Linked DNA regions of Mus musculus: region 1 is linked to region 2. Evidence: chromatin contacts called from public promoter capture Hi-C data. All regions are on one chromosome and are shown on one strand. Each heading gives the region's core, a stretch centred on a gene start, on an enhancer-like site or on the middle of the called end of the contact. The rest is flanking DNA. Distances are from core to core; before and after follow the strand shown.

Region 1 (6,773 bases), core at 3,255-5,754, 170 kb after region 2:
GAAACCTGTGACACGTTTCTCTCCATACCCACGGCTCTTGTTACCTGAACCTTTCCAGCCCAGGAACTAGCCTTGCCTTCCTCCAGTTTCAGATTCCTATATAATTCAGTCATTTTGGCCACACACTATCTTGGCTCCTGGTCCCCTCTTTGCCTTCCCTCCTCTCTCTTCTCTTCCTCCCCTCTCCATGTCCCTGGTCTATTCTGCTTGCTGTGGTTAGTCTGGACTCTTCTAGATGCCTTTGTTGCTTTTCTACGTCATATCTATCTATAGGATTGGTCACATCCTCACTTTCATTCATATGGCCATAGCTATCCTGAAACACACAGGTGACCCTCCTACTTAAGCCTCATAAATCCTGAGACTAAAGGCGACCACCACCATGCTTGTCCACCTTCTCGGCACTGAGGCCTGTGTGGTATTCAGACATTTACTCACTTAGAAACACCATGGAGGCTGGCTCACACCTTTAATACTGGCATGCAGAATGCTAAGGCAGAAGGATTAACTTGATTCAAGGCCAGCCTAGGTTCCAGAGTAAGGAGGACTTTGTGATGACTCAGTTTTAAGTTATGATGTGTTTTAAGTTTAAATTACTGTGCTTAAGAAATCTATAAAACAAAAACACCTCTAACCTGTGATCCCCGCGTGCCTAAAGACAGATAACTTCCTGGAATGTTGGGAATTGTTGTTCATATAAGATAACAAGCCATGTGTTTTCACTCCTGTAAAAAAACTTGGCTACCCCAACTGTACCGGATGCACCTGATCACACATAGGCAGGAAGCACCTGAGGCTGTGTGTGCGCCCCCAGCTGGATGAAGACGGGAAGTACATAGCCTGGTGGGCTTTGCCTGTATAAGCCTGATTAGCATAATTTGGTGCCATTTTCTGGGAACCCCAGGTATGGACCTGGGCCAGTGTCCACCATACTGGCCAGTATTTAATAAAGCTCACTTCAAAATTTGGCTCGAAAATTGTGGTAGTGGTCTTATTCTCATCTGGTGTAATTAACAACTTCACATTAAAATTGGGAAGAATAAACTAAACTCTGCCCAGCTGGGAGCTGCTGCCCTCAAGAGGTCAGGTTTATGGCAGAGAGCTTGAAAGTGAGATTGTGTGATACAGAAAGGGGAGGAGCATGGTAGGGTTCTGGGGGAGGAAAGGCTGTGGGGTGCAGTGGGTACCATGCTCAGTCAGAGGTCCAGGTTCCTTAGCAAGCCTTCAGGCTAGGATGCACTCTGCCTGATGCCTGTCTTCAGATAGCCATCCAGAGCACACCTGTATACTCTCCCACAGTGGGTCTGCAGTGGGCGTTAGAGTTTCCAGGCCTCCACACCCATCTCAAGGTGAAAGAACAGAGCAAAGAAATGTCTGATTTCTGAGCTGGAGTCCCAAACAGTACAATGTCACACCCAGCTAAGTCCAGGTCTCAAATAACATGGCAGAAACTGAACTTGCCTTTCTTGTGAGCCCAGGAAGTCAGACTAGGGCTGTCAGCGGCTCTGGAAATGAGAGGTATTTGTAGCCCCACCAGAAGAGAGCTCCTTTCCCACACATGCTGAGACAAGGTCCACTCCTGGAACCCTGAGGACACTGGGGGTTGGGAGTGGAGGGTCAGTGGGGGGAGCAGTGTGGAGGGCTGCTGTGGCAGGATACGACTCCTCTCTGGGGAGGGTCTCTTCAGCACTGACTATCCATTATTATTTTTTAAACTAGGTGGCCATGAATGAACATGGTGCCCCTAAGACTGGCCTTGAGCTCCCAATCCTCTACCTCCACACCTGGCTACTTAGTCTCATAAGACAAATAGTTACACTGGAGTAGGCTGATCATGTATAACACCCTGCAAAGGGTGTTAACAACTAAAAGCTGGGGGTGGGGGGTGCACATGCTATTGAGGAGACTGGGAAAACAAGCAGAACCCTTTTCATTTGGCAAAGCCAGTCCAAGGTGCACAGGCACCATCTCATCCAGAACACCTGTGACGCTCACGCTGAAGGCTCGCGAGCACGCAACTGGCACCAGTGAGGCCTGCAGCTCGCTCATAGGATGGGAGCTCCGGTACCATGGGGAATGTAGCAACGTCTGAGACAGGTTAAGGTGAAATGCAAGGTGTAGAATGAGAGTGAGGACCCAGCCATGACAATCGGGAGCCCTGACTTCACTCACTCACTCACACACACACACACACACACCCAGCCATGACAATCGGGAGCCCTGACTTCACTCACTCACTCACACACACACACACACACTCACACACACCACACACACACACACACACACACACACACAAGCTCTCCACCCCTGCCTGAGCCGGAGACCACACACACACACACACACACACACACACACACACACACACGCTCTCCACCCCTGCCTGAGCCGGAGACCACCAGCTGCGATCACACACACACACACACACACACACACACACACACACACACACACACGCTCTCCACCCCTGCCTGAGCCGGAGACCACCAGCTGCGATCACACACACACACACACACACACACACACACACACACACTGAGCCGGAGACCACCAGCTGCGATCACTCACACACACACGCACACACGCACGCACGCACGCACGCACGCACGCACGCACGCACGCACGCACGCACGCACGCACGCTCTCCACCCCTGCCTGAGCCGGAGACCACCAGCTGCGATCACTTGCACCTGGTGCTTCGGGAGATGAGACCCAGACAGGCCAGCCTACTACTACCTCTTCTTGTTACTACCATGTTCTGAGATGATGCTGGCATATGACCTGCGGTGGTAACGAGTCCCCTGCACAGGGACTAATACCCCAAAATGAGGGGTGGCTCGGGCTGAGGAGGGGCTTCATTTCCTCTATTTGTGCACCTGGCTTCCTTTTTACCCTGTGTCCTGTACCCTCACTCACCTGTCACTCAGGCTTCAGCTCCCACAGCACCTCCTCTTGGAGGTTTTACAGCCTGGGCACACATCTCTAGCCTGTAAGGGTTTGACTGTGGCTCACTCTGGTCCTAGAGCAAAGCTGAGTATGTGGGTGGGGTCACAAAAACAGTAAAGTTTCTGAACTTGCAATAACCAAACTCATAAGGCATGAGTGTATAGCAGCACATGCTGGAGCTGTCTCCTGCACCTTTACTGCAGCCTCAGCCCTGAACACACAAGCACACGAGGCATTCACAACTCATGCCGTCACACCATGTAAATAAATACCCATGCTGGATGCCGGAAATGCCTCAGTTCAGATCACATGTGTGAGCTGGAATGCTTTCAATGTACACACAGGCCTTCTGCTCATACAGAAACAGAGAAGTTTAATATGATAATATGCTAACATTTTCCAACCATCATCCTGAAGCAGGTGCAGAGTATGTGTAGCAGTAGTTGTACTGTGTTTAACAGCATACTTATCTCATTAGTATACAAAGTTTAGTATTTTCTTTTTCATTTACTTCCTGTACACACGCAGAGGTTAGAGGTCAACCACAGGACCACAGAATTGCTTTTCTCCTTCTACCATGTAGGTCAGGAGAAACCAACAAACAGGCTTGGCAGCAAATGACTTTCCCTCTGAGCCATCCTGTGTGCCCTGTTTCAGTTTTTAGTTATTTCAAATAAAAAAGGAGCTAGAGCGCGATGCTGCAGTGGTTAAGTGCAGCTGCAGCTTTCTCAGTATCTCCAGCTCTGTGGCCCCAGTGCTCTCTTTCTTCTGGCCTCCACACACAGCCCATTGCATGTGGCATGCACTCAGACAACTCTCAGGCAACTGTGGAGCTGCTGCTGCTCTCCTGTCTCCCACAGCTCCCTTTCCGGTTACAGGGCACAGAACTGAATCTGACTGGGTGAATGCTTGAACAACTATGAGAATACATCTAGCCTGGTGCTGAGGAGAGACTAAGCTCACCACGATTATCACTGACTAAAGCTTTCTGCTGGGGTGCACGCAGGCTTTCCTCTACGGCCCCAGCAGGATGCGTGCACCTGAAGACACTGATGACATTCTGCCTTGGGACATGAATGGATCTTCACAAAGAGGAAACAGTGACCCAATGAGGACACCCAGTTGGGAGTCAGACCTTGATTCCTTCTATAGAAGCTGCCTGTGCCAGGGACCTTGACTACTCAGGATGGCCAGACTTGTGTCACCTGAAACACAGCAGCAGAGGGAAGGTTCTAGAGACACAAAGAGTGAAGTGTGGTCCAATAGCAAGGTACTGACCACTCTCATTTGCCTCATATCCCTGATGGCCAGAAGATCCAAACTGCTGTAGGCCCTGCATCTTATCTAATGTTTGGGTCTCCATATACAGAAAACCACCAAGGACACACACAGAGAGACTTCTAGAAGCAGTAAGTGAGCCAACTCAGTAAAATTAAAGTGCTTTGTAAACAGCAGCAATCATCATCACAGTCCAAGGCCAGACACCTTGGTGACCAGGTAGTGGAAGAGCAGAGCAAACACAACTCTTACTGCAGAGAGAGGGACCCAGCTGCATCTAGGAACACTGCTTGCACACCCACTATTTACCCTTAAATATTTACCCAGGGCTGGATAGCTGAGGGTACACAATGGAAGACCTGGGGATAGGCAAGGCAGTGAGCACCAAGGGAGGTGTGGCAAGACAAAAGATACCCTAAGGGAGCCAGCCGGCTAGGGGTGCACGGGTAAGGAAAAGGCTGCAGCCCAAGCAGGCAGCTTGTCCACTCAAACCTGGCACTGAGTAGGACTGAGGAACCATCTCTCAGTTTGCCAATGAGCAAAACAGCTGCACTGCCCCAGGAGGTAAAGCTCTGTACTCAGGCCTTGAAAAGCTCAGCTGTTCAGAGGCAGGGCAGACTGGACTGAGTCTTCTGGATTCAATACCATCTTCTGGTCTCCTTAGGCACCAGGCACACCTCATAGTACACATGCATGCATACATGGAACACACACCCCAACTTAACATAGGGAAACCCAAAATGCTGGGTATGGTAGCATGCCTTTGTAATCCCAGTGCTGGGGAAGTAGAGACAAGCAGACCTGTGTAGGGTTCACTGGCCACCCAACCTAGCCTACCTGTCGAGTTTTAGGCTAATACAAGACCCTGTCTCAAAAAAAAGGCAGCCAGCACCTGAGATTGCAGTCTGACACTGATCTCCAATCTCTGTCACTATCTACAAGCCCACGGTGGCCCCATGCTGCCCTAACTGCTCCTACAAAATTCCATGCACTGTTGCTGGCCTTGTCCACCTTTTGTAAAGGGGTGCAAAGCAATGTGTCATCCCCTCTTCAAAACCATAGTTGACCAGTCCTTGAGACTCTGTGGCCTGGGGCCTTTCACTTCTCTAGGTAGCAGCCCTGACCAGAGTAGGGAGTGTGCAGTGGACTGCTGACATCAGTGCCTTACCTGCTCCCTCTGCAGAGGCCAGCACAGGCACATGGGTTCAGATCTTTAGGGAATGATGGAGCTTGAAGCTCGCATGTTCTCTGAACCAGATTCAACTCCAGTGAGAACAGGACACTGAAACCCACTTTTTCCTCTTAATAACATACCTCACCAGGGAACCTACAGTACCCTATAGGGTGATGTTGCCATTGGTATCCATATGACAACCCATCAATCAGTGATGGGCCTCAAGGTAGCCTGCGAAAGCACCTAACAGGGTTTGGGGTTAAGGAAGGACAGGCCACCAGAGAGCAGATCTTTCTTCTAAGTCTTTCTGAATAAAAGTCAGGTGCACTTGAGGTGGCACTGAAAGACAGGAAAGTGAGAAGCACTGGAGGAGACAGGAGGCCCTCAGGCCGGAGCCTGAGTGGCATCACTTGCCAGCTGAGAGTCAAGAATTCGGCACAACACATGGTGGCACATGCCAGGAGGTTGGCTGGAAGGGTAAAGGTGCTTCCGGACAAGCCTGACAATTTGGTGTTCGATCCCCAGGACCCACATAAAGTGGAATCAAAGTATGTACTACACAAAGCTGTCCTCCAATCTTTCCACGTGTACCATGACCTGTTTCCCCACATCATACACAGACACAAAGTGTACCAGTAACACTTTAAACATCAGAAAGAAAACAATTCACACCTGCCTGTGCAGAGCTGACATTTCTTTACCTAGTGGTATTTGAAATATGAATGTTAAAGCAGCAATGAACTGAGGCCTTGTGTATGACCCATGGATGACCTTACTCCTTCCCAGCTAAAACCTGCATTTCAGAACTACCTTTACAGTGGCAACAGGCCTTACTCCACTGTACAGCTTTCATGATCCTGGGTTGCCTTGGCAGCCCCTGAGCCTACCCAATGCGCCTCAGGAGCAATGCATTACCTCATCATCAAAAAGGAAGGAAAAATGGAGGGCCCTTTAGACATCTTTTCTCTGTATAGCCCTGGCTGACCTGGAACTCACTTTGTAGACCAGGCTGGCCTCGAACTGAGAAATCCGCCTGCCTCTGCTTCCCGAGTGCTGGTATTAAAGGCGTGAGCCACCACACCTGGCTTTAAAGACTTCTGTTTAAGAATCTTGTGTCCCTGTGTTTGTTTAGTACGTGGGTCCCACGTGACTCCAGGTGCCTTAAGAGAGCAGAAGCTTCAGACTTCAGCCCTCACGGGGCATTTAAACCACTTCAAAGCTAAAGTAGTCTGACGTGTTGCTGGGAACTGCACGCAGGACCTCTGGAAGAGCAGTGCCCTTAACCATTGAGTCACCTCTTCAGTTCGTGCTGAAACTCTTAAACAAAATTTTGCTGTGTGGTGGTGGCACATGCCATAATCCCAGCAACTAGGAG
Region 2 (7,144 bases), core at 4,141-6,640:
CCAGCCTGATATACATTAAGCCCTACCTATCTTTACAAATATGTGTGTGTGTGCATGTGTGTGTGTGTGTGTGTGTGTGTGTATTTCAAAGAGAGAGATGAGGGCCAAACGAGATCATTCAGCAGTGAAAAGCCCTGGCTCTCTTCTAGAGGCCGAGTTCATTTCTCAGCACGGACATGGTGGCTCACAGCTATTTATAACTGGTTCCACGGGATCCAGTGCCCTCTTCTGGTGTGCAGATATTCATGCAAATAAAACACCTGTCTACATAAAATATATAAATAAGCAAACCATTTTGTTTGTTTGTTTTTGTTTTCCAAAACAGGGTTTTTCTGTGTAGCCTTGGCTATCCTGAAACTCACTTTGTAGACCTTGAGATCCTCCTGCCTCAGCCTCTGAGGTCTGGGATTAAAGTTGTGCACCACCACACCTGGCTAATAAGCAAATCATTAAAAAAAAACCAAAAAACAAAAAACAAGAGGGGCTGGGTAGTAGTGGTGTACGGCTTTTGATGCCAGCACTTGGGAGGCAAAGGCAGGTGGGTGTCTGAGTTCCAGGCCAGAGCTAGTTCCAGAATAGCCAGGGCTACATGGAAAACCCTATCTTGAAAAACCAACCTCCAGCCCCCAAAGAGGGAGATGATAGCCAGCCATTGAGTGAAGGTAGGTTGCCCATTTTGACACACCAACAGCCCTCAAATGTTAGAGAGAGCATCTCACTGCTATCCACTGGCAGAGGCAAAAACAGCTTTCCCGGTGTCTCATTTCTGTGCTGGAGCAGGGGCGGCACCTGACCCCATCCTTCCTGTGGCTGCGTTCCTGGGCCCGGTCCTGACTACCATATTTTTTTCTGTGTTTTCAGACGTGGAACAAAGCATGGGACTGATGCACAATGGCGTTGTGTATGCACTCTGGGACTACAGCGCAGAGTTTGGGGATGAGCTGTCTTTCCGAGAGGGCGAGTCAGTCACTGTGCTGCGGAGAGATGGGCCAGAGGAGACTGATTGGTGGTGGGCCTCACTGCACGGCCAGGAAGGCTATGTGCCGCGCAACTACTTCGGGGTGAGCCCAGAGGCTACCTGGCGGGAGTTCCCTATTAATGGGTTGGGCCAAGCTGATCTGTTATCCTAGCACTTTGGAGGCTGAGGCAGGGGGGTTGCCGAGAGTTCAAGGCATGACCTCTTATAGGTTCCCCCACATCTTTCTGCTCTTGCCTGGCTGGTGCTTGTTCTGATGTTTTGATTGGTCCTAGGTGGGGCTGGTGGTTAGATGGTGGCCCCCTTCTTAGGGGTAGGATAGGTGCTGCTGGGCTCCTGGTGTCTGATAGTTCTCTTTCCTTAGCTCTTCCCTAGAGTGAAGTCTCAGCGGAGCAAAATCTAGTAGGCATGAAGGATGATTGTAAAGGAGAAAAGTACAAGCCAGCCCGCCTTCCACCCGGACCTGCCCGATCCAGCTAGCTAATCTGCGCCGCTGCTCTCCAGAGGGCACCGGAAATTCTCTGCTCCCTGAGAGGCTCAAGGGAGGGCGGCCCCAGACTGAAGATTAGGAAGCTGCCTTAAGCATTGGGGTGAGGTGGGGCTGGGGACCCTTGCAGGCAAGATCTCCCACCCTGCCCCCAACATACCCACGTGCCCAGTCAGATCTGGTTTTAAGTGCCTCCTACTGGCAGCAAGCCACTGCACTATCCTAGCTGAGCCAGGGAGGCTACCCACCCCTTCATTTCTCTCTGAGTCCTTTCCTCCTCTCTCCCAGAAGTCCCCATTCTGCTCAGCAGCCCCCATTCTTCCCAGAAGCTTAGGGCCTGTGTGAGGACCCCATGTCCCCAACCAAGTGCCTTCATACCATGTGGCTTAATGTTTATAATGACATGGGAAACATTTCCTTTATAAATAAAGGTTGTTTACCCAGAAATGAACATCATTTTGATTCTGTTCAGACAACATGACTGCTGTCCGTGTTGGTTAGTTTTCATCAACTTGACACAAACCTAGACACAAACCTAGACACAAACCTAGACAGAATAGTTCTCACAGGTTTGTCTCACGCATGAGTCCAATACTTTAATTTTCTTGTTAGTTTTGTGAGTCAGCGTCTTGTTATGTAGGCCGTGGCCTGGAACCTGCTTTTTCCTCTCAAGTGCTGGCACTGAAGATGAACACCACCATGTCCAATCTTTTTTATTTAGAAACAGGATATTATGTTTGGTTTAGGTGAGCTTTTTTTTTTTTAATTTTTTATGTATTTATTTATTTATTTTATGTATATGAGTACACTAGGGCATTGGATCCACATCATAGGGCTGTGAGTCACCATGTGGATGCTGGGAATTGAACTTAGGACCTCTGGAAGAGCAGCCAGTTCTCTTAACATCTAAGTCATCTCTCCAGCCCGTTAGGCGAGCTTTAAACCTGAAATCCTGTGTCTCTGACCCTGTAGGAGCTTGAAGGGACGGATAGGTGCCACCATGATCAGCTACTATTAATTATTAATTAGTTAATCTAGCAAAAAAAAAAAAACAAAGAAAGCCATCTTAATCGTGTGACATTAGCAAGTCATACAAATAAAAAGGGACCAGTGAATAGAATTGTTTAAAAAGGGAAATAAAGAAAGAAAAATAAAAAGGTCTGGTTCCACCTCCCCCAAGCCCATCTTCAGGGTCCTAACATGAGGTTTAAGTTTAGAAAGCAAGAGGTATGTATTATTAGCCAAGCAGTGGTGGCGAACATCTTTAATCCCAGCACTCAGGAGGCAGAGGCAGGCAGATCTCTGTGATTTCAAGGCCAGCCTGGTCTACAAAGCAAACTGCAGGACATTTGTAACATGAAATCCAAGAGCTGCCAAGATGGCTCAGCAGGTAAGCACACTTGCCAAGCCTGCAGCCCTCGTTCAAGCCTCAGGATCCAAGGAATGATGGAAGGAAAGAAGCTATTCCTGAAAGTTGTTCTCTGATAAGCACAGCGAATGCGTATGGAGCAAATACATAAATAAAACCATGTGGCTAATACATTTTTTTTAAAAAGGGTAATTTAAAAAAGAAAGAAAATGGGGTTGGAATGACAGCTCGGTGATTAAGAGCTGTCTTCAGACACACCAGAAGAGGGCATATTGGATCCCATTACGGATGGTTGTGAGCCACCATGTGGTTGCTAAGAACTGATCTCAGACACTCTGGAGGAGCAAGCAGCCAGTGCTCTTAACCGCTGAGCCATCTCTCCAGCCCCAGCTTTGAACTCTGTCTCTTTTTTTAAAGATTTATTTATTAATTTTATTTATGTGAGTACACTGTAGCTGTCTTCAAACACACACCAGAAGAGGGCATCAGATCCCATTAGAGATGGTTGTGAGCCACCAGGTGGTTGCTGAGAATTGAACTCAGGACCTCTGGAAGAGCAGCCAGTGCTCTTAACCACTGAGCCATCTCTCCAGCCCGAGGGCACTGTTACTCTTGCAAAGGATCTGGGCTTGATTTCCAGCACCTGCGTGATGGCTCACAGCCACCAATAGCTCCAGTGTCAGGGGATCTGATGCCTTCCGACCTCTGAGGGCACCAGGTACACACTTGATGCACATACATGCATGGGGCAAAACCCTCACACACACATCAAAAATAAAATAGTTAATTCAAAAAGAAAGAAAGGGGGCTGGAGAGATGGCTCAGTGGTTAAGAGCACCGACTGCTCTTCTGAAGGTCCTGAGTTCAAATTCCAGCAACCACATGGTGGCTCACAACCATCTGTAATGAGATCTGACACCCTCGTCTGGTGCATCTGAAGACAGCTACAGTGTACTTAGTATAATAATAAATACATCTTTAAAAAAGGAAGAAAGGAAGCCGGGCGTGGTGGCACACGCCTTTAATCCCAGCACTCGGGAGGCAGAGGCCGGTGGATTTCTGAGTTCGAGGCCAGCCTGGTCTACAAAGTGAGTGCCAGGACAGCCAGGACTACACAGAGAAACCCTGTCTTGAAAAACCAAACCAAAAAGAGGAAAGAAAGAAAGAAAGAAAGAAAGAAAGAAAGAAAGAAAGAAAGAAAATAGCCAGACATTATGGTATGCACCTTTAATCTCAGCACTCACTCCGGAGGCAGAGGCAGGCAGGTCTCTGTGAGTTCAAGGCCAACCTTGTTTATAGTGTGAGATCTAGGACAGTGTCAGAACTAAGTAGAAAGACTCTCTCAAAAAGAAAAGGGACTGGAGCTCAGTGATTAAGAGCACTGACTGCTCTTCCAAAGGTCCTGAATTCAAATCCCAGCAACCACATGGTGGCTCACAACCATCAGTAATGAGATTGGATACCCCCTTCTGGTATATCTGAAAACAGCTACAATGTACTTATATATAACAAATAAATCTTAAAAAAAAAAAGAAAGAAAAGAAAGGATGAAATGAAGGGAGGAAGGACTAAAAGGTGATATTTGAGCAAGAATCCAGAGATATGAAATAACTGACAGCATTGTCCAGCCCTCAGGTGGGTTAGCCACAAGCTGGGGCCAGCCACCCAGGCTATAGAGTGAGCTCCGGACCAGCTTGGGTTACATAGTACGACTGTCTACTGAGGCCTGTACCTCATGAGATGGCTCATGAGGTACAGGCCTTTTGACCTGAGTTCGATTCCCACACATAGTGGAAGGAAAGGACTGAACCAAATTCTGCAGGTTTCCTCTTCCTTCCACAGGCCAGAGGTATTGGATTCCATGGAGCTAGCCCTAAAGGTGATCGATCATAAGCTGCCTGATTTGGGGGGTGGGAGTGGAGAGTGGGGCGGCTGGGAACCCTGCTCCTCTTCAAAATCAGAAAGTGCTTTTAACTACTGAGTGATTCCTCCAGGCCCTTAATTAATGAAGTTTTGTTTGTTTGTGACCTATGCTTTAACGTCTGAGCCATCTTTCCAACCCATATTAATAAATGCTTAAAAACACGTGCTAGGCAGGGCAGTGGTGGGAAGCAGAGGCAGGTGGATTTCTGAGTTCGAGGCCAGCCTGTACTACAGAGTGAGTTCCAGGACAGCCAGGGCTACACAGAGAAACCTTGTCTCGAAAAAACAAACAAAAAAACAAAAAAAAACACCCGAAAAACAAAAAAATCAAGACGGTCTCCAATTTCTCTGTTATTCTCTCTTAAACACTATTTTCACGACTTGGACAACCAGAACAGAACCTGGAGGAGCGAAGCAGCAATGAACTCTATCGATTCTCTCGACTCTCTTCTTTCTGTGTTCTGCTCGAAGTCCTCGGCGATCCTCAGCGATGCCTCGGGCACCACTTCTCTCCGAAGTCCGCCCTCTCACCGCCATGCGCACGCGCCAATTTTCCGATTGGCAGAGTGACGGGAGGACTCGGCCAATGGCGTCCCGAGGAAGGTGTGTCTCTGGGTCACGCCCCCTCGTTGAATATTCAGGAGCGGGCGTGTGGACGCCGCGATCAGCCGCCATGAAGTGAGATGGGGTCTCTGAAAGAGCGGGCGGCTCTGCGGTGGGCAATGGGGCGGCGGGTGGGCGTCGCCGGGGCTGGGGCGCGGCGTGGAGAGGCTGCGGAGACCGGTCCGGGTGGCTTCGGGGTCCCTGGCGGCGAGACGCCACGAGGGCGGGCGGGCGGGCGGAGCGGAGGCCGAGGCGGCTCGAGAGCACCGGGCACCGACGCCTCACCGCCGCCAGGCTCAACGTGGACGGGCTGCTGGTCTACTTCCCGTACGACTACATCTACCCGGAGCAGTTCTCCTACATGCTGGAGCTCAAGCGCACGCTGGACGCCAAGGTGGGTGGCGAGGCTGCCCTCCTTGCATTCTGATGCCTCTGGCAGGCAAACGTCCTGGTCGGGGCCCGGGCCTTGCTATCCCAGCACCCGGAAGACCCAGGCAGGAGCATCGCTGCGATTTTGGAGGCCAGCCGGGGCTACACAGCGAGACCGTGTACTAACAACAATTGTAAATAACAAGGCGAGGAATGTCGCTCAGTTGGTAGGGTGCTAGCCTAGCTAGCAGGGGTGAAACTCTGGGTTCCATCCTGGCACCGCATAAACTGACTGATAGTAATTACAATTATGCCTGTAATTCTAGAGACAGGGTGGCTGAGGACAGATTGCTCGAGTTTGAAGTACAGTCTGGGTTTCATAGTGAGTTTCGGGCTAGCTAGGGCTATGTATAGGAAAACTCTGGAGGTATTCCTGGTAGTGACAATAGTGGAGGGAAGAAGGGGTTCCGTATGTGGAGGTCAGAGGACAACTTTGTGGAGTTGGGTTTTTCCTTCCACTTCTATTTCGGTTTTGTTTTGTTGTAGATTTATTTGTTTTATGTATGTGAGTACACTGTAGCTGTACAGATGGTTGTGAGCCTTCATGTGGTTGCTGGGATTTGAACTCAGGACCTCTGGAAGAGCAAGCAGCCAGTGCTCTTAACTGCTCAGCCATCTCTCCAGTCCCTCGTTGTGTTTTCTGAGACAGGGTTTCTCTGTGTGATTTTTGCTGTCCTGGAACTTGTTTCATAGACCAGGCAGGCCTCAAAGTCCCAAAAGATCCACCTGCCTCTGCCTCCTGAGTGCTGTGATTAAAGGCATAGGCCAACACCACCCAGATTTCTTATCATTTTATGTGGGTTCTAGGGATCAAATTCAGGCTGTTAGGTTTGATAGCAATCGCCTTTACCTGCTGAGCTATTTCAACAGCCCTGAACACAAACTTTTTAAAAAAAGTTTTCTTTTAGGTATACTTATTTCCAATGTGTGTATACATGCTACAGTGTGCACGTGAGGGTAGAGTTGGTTCTTTCCTTCCGTGTATGTCTTGGGGATTGAACTCGGGTGATCAGGCTTGGCCACAAGCACCTTTACCCGCTAAGCCATATTGCTGGCCCACCAATGTATTAGCCCTCACAACCTTGTTCCAAGTAAGGTTTATGGAGCTACTTAGAAGCAAGAATGCTGTGATCCTGAGAGGTAAAAGGTTCCTACTGTCTGCTGCTCAGTAAACTCATTAGCTGTGTCAGTAAGAGGGCCACAGAAATAGGGTTCAGCCTGCAGTCCCAGTACTCAAAGTAGAGGCAACAGGATTGCCAAAAGTTCAAAGCCAGCCAGAGATTCTTAGTAACTACTAGGCCTGCATAGCAAGATCCTTTGGGGTAGGCGGGTGAGGAATAAGAATTAACAATTAAAA

The links. Promoter capture Hi-C pulls out the DNA fragments that hold promoters and counts their contacts.
Region 1: a contact with region 2 is called in a promoter capture Hi-C map of liver, with 2.1 times the contacts expected there. The contact joins the enhancer-like site here to the promoter of Ercc2 in region 2. A contact is called at or near these places in 10 of 39 promoter capture datasets (the 3T3-L1 cell line, the C10 cell line, cranial neural crest and 4 more), 3 of 484 Hi-C or Micro-C datasets (Sertoli cells, bone marrow-derived macrophages and female germline stem cell-derived STRA8 germ cells), 16 of 115 datasets of contacts at active chromatin or transcription factors (the 230-238 cell line, the SCID.adh cell line, bone marrow-derived macrophages and 11 more) and 3 of 9 other capture datasets (adipose tissue, liver and pancreatic islet).

Annotation. Positions count from the first base shown.
Region 1 is chr7:19,543,002-19,549,774 of GRCm38.p6, forward strand. The region is part of intron 1 of Ppp1r37 (protein phosphatase 1, regulatory subunit 37); the gene reads right to left. Among named protein-coding and RNA genes, the nearest start is that of Ppp1r37, 16 kb to the right of the region's middle. Within about 2 kb of position 4,505, at least 34 of the 459 cell types and tissues checked have an H3K27ac peak or open chromatin away from gene starts, as enhancers often do. A contact at or near this core is called in liver and pancreatic islet, where this site is marked.
Region 2 is chr7:19,376,627-19,383,770 of GRCm38.p6, forward strand. Ercc2 (excision repair cross-complementing rodent repair deficiency, complementation group 2) reads left to right here and starts at 5,391. Exons shown (of 23, transcript NM_007949.5): 1 at 5,391-5,433; 2 at 5,653-5,752. The coding sequence starts at 5,429. It overlaps Ppp1r13l (protein phosphatase 1, regulatory subunit 13 like), which reads left to right. Exons shown (of 13, transcript NM_001010836.3): 12 at 862-1,061; 13 at 1,341-1,907. The coding sequence ends at 1,379.